2 separate regions of the Mus musculus genome follow, and region 2 is linked to region 1. A link is a contact called in public Hi-C data. All regions are on one chromosome and are shown on one strand. Each heading gives the region's core, a stretch centred on a gene start, on an enhancer-like site or on the middle of the called end of the contact. The rest is flanking DNA. Distances are from core to core; before and after follow the strand shown. Region 1 overlaps Xirp2 (xin actin-binding repeat containing 2). Region 2 overlaps Stk39 (serine/threonine kinase 39).

Region 1 (2,510 bases), core at 5-2,504:
CTCAGCATGAGCTGAAAGCATCTGGGTTCCTCTCCCTGATGCCACCTCAGATGTACTGGATGGTGGCACATGCTTTTCACACGCATCTGCTATTGCAGAAATGCAAATGTAAACATTAGTCCTCTGAAAGTTGCCGTGGTGTGGTTTTAGAAGGATCCCTGAACAATTTTAGGTCTTAAAACAACAACAACAACAACAACAACAACAACAACAAAAATGTTTCTGTCAGCTTCTGATAGATGCAATCTGATATCTGTGTGTTTTGGGTTCTACAAAGGTGACCTGTAATTATTTTCAAGCAAACTAAATGTATTTTTATCAGTTGCATGTGCACATTGCCAAGGTACTCATACTTAAAATTACCTTTAGTTTATGCCACAAATATCACTTCCCAAGGTCATAAATTGATATTACTAGCTCTGCCCTGAACTGGACCACTATTGAAACAGAGTGTCTTATATCATAGTTCATGTGTATGCACTTTTTAAAAATAATATTGCAACTAAAAATAGTAACACTCAAAATAAGGCAATCTGGAGTATATTTGGCCTCTGGCTCTAGAGTCAGACAACTTGTATTATAATTTCTCAGGGTCAACCACCTATCCTATACTATATTGCACTGCTAATGTAATACTACGAACTCCTTTATTTATAAGGATCCAAAACGTAGAGGCTCACAGTTCTGGCTGCTGATATGCTAAGGTCCTGGGGCACAGTGAGGATTTTCTTGTTGCATCTTAATAGGAATGCAACAAGAGCCAAGGGGGAGAAAGAGAGAGAAAAGGAAAGAATATTTGTGGTGGGAGAGGGGATTAACTGAGCAGTCCATATACTGTCATATACCATATAGGCATTTTACTTCGAATAATCATTCTTAGAATATGATATTTTTTAAAATCTTTATGTGAGTGTAATGTCACAAAGAGGCCTTCTTTTACACCTTCACATTCTTGTCAGCTCTTTGTTTAGCTCTAGGTAACAACCGTTTCTTGGGAACTCCAGAAATAATTGGAAATTAGCTTAAAATGAGCATACCTCTCTGTGCTTTGGGCATATGTTGTTCTGGAATCGTCAGAAACACTGCTGAGTGCACATTTTAAAAATTAGAGTAGTAAGCAGGTCTTTGTCTGAGGAAAAGTGCTTAGCCTCCTGTAAGAAGTGAAAAAGATGAGGAGTCAAACTGCTCCGGAGACAAAGGAGGGGAGAGAGAATAAAACCTCCTTTGTGCAGGCCTTGCTTGACGCCAGGATGCCACCATGAATAGTTTGGCTTTTAAGTGGAAGCAACTGAATGGGCTAGCGCTGGCTTTTGGAGAGCACTTTGTTCATAGCATTGTGGCAAGACGTATGAAGAAAAAAGATGATTTAGTTAGTGTATGAGTGGAAGCAGGCAGAAGACAGAAAGCTATACCACTTGCAGAAATGAAGAAAGGAGGAGAGGTAGAGGTGGTTGGTTTGCCCGTTTCTACGAACACTGAGCACTGTATTCGCACTGTGATTCTCAGCGCATTTCAGCTGTCAGCTGGAAGGGAAGAATGTAACCTGTGGCACCCTATGGTTCCTGTGGTTGGGACAACCGATACAAGGATTGCCCCATAAATAGGGTCCATACACAGGCTGTCTGTAAAACAACCTTACTTGGTTAAAAATGGAAACAAAGGATGAAGCTTTCACTGTTGCTGGGTTTCGGTTTGGGGGGTTGTTTGTTTGTTTATTTGTTTTGTTTGTTTTTGTTGGGGGGGTTGATTTTGGTTTTCCAAAACCAGCCCTTGAACCTGTTTGTCCTCTATAGGTCTTTCTCAGTGTCTTTGCCTGAAGTGACAAGGCTAGTGCTGACTCAGCATAAGAAGCCCACATATTTGCTCAATGCTGCTCCTGGCCTCGCCGGTTCACATCTGCACCACTCGCGTGGCTGCTCTGCAGGAGCTGCTCCGTGCAGATGTCAGTTGACTGATTGTTATGAGCACATCCAGTTGCTGACTATGCCTTCGCTGACCACTATAACTCTACACAGTTCTTCTCTATTCCCTTCAGTTTAGAGAAAAGTAAACGTGCCGTGGGCTTCTAGGTCCAAGTTCCATGAAGGGACTGCTTTTTCCCCACCCTTGCACACATTTTGCCAGGCTCATGAAGATCCTTTCCCTTGGTGCCTTTCCTTGTCCGGTGCCTATATTCGTGGTTCTCTTGCTGTATCACATTGCAGCTGGTTGTCACCGGTCAGTCATCAATTTCTCTGCCCTTTTCCCCCTCATCCCCAACTTTCTGTATCTCTGTAGGTCATGCCAGGGTCACAGACTATTTTTTAATAGAAATCAAACCGCATAAAATTATAGTCTAAGACACACTCCTTTGATCAAGTTGTGAAGCTCATTAACTACATTTTATGCTTCCTAGGTCAGCTATGTGGCGCAAAACAGGAACTAAAGTTTAATAGGGACTGTATTTCTGAAGATAGAAGATAGGTTCACCTTTTCTATAAACCTACCTTACCTTGCCTGGTGTTACAGGA
Region 2 (2,510 bases), core at 4-2,503, 860 kb after region 1:
GTCAAAACAAACCAAAGCTGTATCGCTGACTGCAATGCCAAATACTGACGAGTACCCGTGAGATAGATAGCACATACTGTGTCTGCCTGCCTGTGGAAATGAGGTAGTACTTAAAAGTGTGCGCGCCTGTCTGTGTAAACAACGTCTGCCTGTCTGCTTGTCTGTGTAAGCAATGGATGTCTACCTGCCTGACTATGTAAGTAGAGGTGTATCTATCTGCCTGTCTGTGTAAACAAGGCACCCTGTGCCTGTCTATCTGTTTATGTAAGTAATATCTGTCTTCCTGTCTGTGTAAGCAATGTGTGTCTGTCTGCCTGTCTGTGTAAGTAATAAGGTATCATACTGTGTCTATCTGCCTGTCTGTGCAAGTAATGTGTATCTGGCTTGCTGTCTATGTAAGTAGTGTGTGTGTGTGTGTGTGTGTGTGTGTGTGTGTAAAGCATTACTTGACTAGAACCCCAGACTAAGATGTAGAGTTAAATAAAACGTCTTACATTTTAAGAATTGGTAAGGCACACTACTCATTAACAATTATAGGTCATTTTTTTAATGAAACAATTTCATTCCTTGGAATATATCCTAACAAATAGATAACATTTTAGCAGTAGTGCACACCCAGTGATGTTCACCCCTCTGTAATTAAAAGAACTAATTAATTAATCATTCTTGCAGCAGAATGTCATGTAGCCATCAAAAAGATGATAGACATCACCTGACACATAAAGATATGCACCGACATCTGAAAATATGATAGTGTCTGATAGACCCCAGCTTCGCTCTTTGACTCCTTGGGGGTGCAGACAGAGGGAGGAATACCTCCAGTCCGAGGGTGTAGCAGAATAGGTGAGACTCAAAGGTCAACAGAGCTGGAGAACTGCAGCTGACTGGTTGAAAGACACAGAGTTGAGGATTCTGGTCGTTAAGCCTACAAATCAGTGAGAGGCAACAGTTGGCTATGTCCACAAGGGGCTCACAGTGAAGGCTCCCTCGTGAGCAGGTGGCAGTGCCAGGACCAGCTCTGAAGAGCTTGACCTTCAAGCCCATTTAGGTGGCCCAGGCTTTCTCTCCCTTAGCTCCTCAGAGCCTTTCCCCTGGCCACTGCTTAGCTCCCCAGAGCCTTTCCCCTGGCCGCTGCTTAGCTCCCCAGAGCCTTTCCCCTGGCCGCTGCTTGAGGCTTTGTGAGAGGTCTGCACTTTCCCCCAACCCTGCATGCCCTTCGGGCCTGGCCAGTTCCCTCACATAGGCCAACAAGCTGGCTGAGGAGCCAAGCAGCTCCATGCAGCCTTTCAAGTGTGAGCGCTCCCTCCGCATGCCTCAGCCCAGTGGCTGCCTAGCAGGCTGCACAGGGCTCCTTCCCTTTGTGTTTGAGTCTGGGAAAGTAAATAGAACTTCTCAGATGCTTCTAAATCAGCATTTGAATGTGTCAGCAGTAATTAAAGAGCAAGCTTCAAAAAAAAAATCTGTTATCAAAGCAACCTTAACTAGATTCCTTCAATTTTAATTTGTTTTCAAAATGACTGAGTTTTAAAGATCTTTTCTAAAAATACAAAATAATTCTGCCTTTCAAAAAGTTAGTCCGGAATCTCTAATAAACCAATCACATTTGATTAGCTCCAAACAAGGACAGCCCCCATCCTTGCCCCCTTTTCTCTGTTTCTAAACTTGTTCTGCACCTCAGCTCCCCTACCATGGTCTCTGAGACTCAGGGAACAGGACCGGAAAGGGGGTAGGAAGGCACAAGGTAGGCTTCTCTCCGCAGCACTCCTTCCTGCCCCCACAATGCCCCACACTTCCTGACTATCAGTGACTTTGAGCTTCCCACCTCCAAAATGCCAAACTCATTTTCAAGATTTTCAAGATTGAGATGAGGAAAGTTTAACACGATTTCCCCTCAGTGGAGGAGAGGAGAAGATTTTAGGAACACACGATTAGGGAGAATTAACTTAGCCAGGTATTGGAGCACCTTAGTAAGTGAACTGAACGGTGGCAGGGGAGCACATGCTCCCTGCTGGCTAGAGGACATGCTGGGCGGGACTAAATGTCAACCCCCTGCACCAGCCACCTTGTTGAGTGGCTCAACCATCGACTTTAGGCTAAGGACTCCCAGAAAGCCCAGTAGTGAAAGATTTTAAACCTTGAATCAGCTGCATCCAAATCTTAGCTGTGGACCAGGGGAATCCCAGAGAGCGGAGAGCAACCTCAGAGATCCCCCTGGAGCAAAGGTTTAGCTGTCTCCTCCTGCTCTCGGGATTATGCCAGAGGCCACTGCACCACCATCTTACTCCCCGAAGTTTCCTTAAAAAATACCTGCAGGGACAGTGCTGAGCACAGTCTACACAGGAACTAACAGATCACTCACTGCTCCTAAGCCCACGGGACTCAGAGGCTGCACCGCGGCAAAGTCGAAGGGCGGGAACTCAGCTTGACACAGAGTATGACAGAACCGGGGTCTCGGGGTCACAGGGCCATGGAGCTGCAGTCACAGGGCCAGGGTGGTACAGACTAAGACC

Evidence for each region. A called contact is a pair of places that touch in the nucleus more often than the background predicts.
Region 2: a Hi-C map of neural progenitor cells shows a contact between it and region 1, with 3 times the contacts expected there. The contact joins two enhancer-like sites. A contact is called at or near these places in 11 of 484 Hi-C or Micro-C datasets (cochlea, embryonic fibroblasts, embryonic stem cells and 5 more), 4 of 115 datasets of contacts at active chromatin or transcription factors (acute myeloid leukemia, astrocytes, embryonic basal ganglia and 1 more) and 1 of 9 other capture datasets (embryonic stem cells).

The regions. Positions count from the first base shown.
Region 1 is chr2:67,487,412-67,489,921 of GRCm38.p6, forward strand. All of the region lies in intron 3 of Xirp2 (xin actin-binding repeat containing 2), which reads left to right. Among named protein-coding and RNA genes, the nearest start is that of Gm13601, 28 kb to the right of the region's middle. Within about 2 kb of position 1,255, at least 23 of the 459 cell types and tissues checked have an H3K27ac peak or open chromatin away from gene starts, as enhancers often do. A contact at or near this core is called in neural progenitor cells and stem cell-derived neural stem cells, where this site is marked.
Region 2 is chr2:68,345,813-68,348,322 of GRCm38.p6, forward strand. The region is part of intron 10 of Stk39 (serine/threonine kinase 39); the gene reads right to left. Among named protein-coding and RNA genes, the nearest start is that of Stk39, 120 kb to the right of the region's middle. Within about 2 kb of position 1,254, at least 47 of the 459 cell types and tissues checked have an H3K27ac peak or open chromatin away from gene starts, as enhancers often do. A contact at or near this core is called in neural progenitor cells and stem cell-derived neural stem cells, where this site is marked.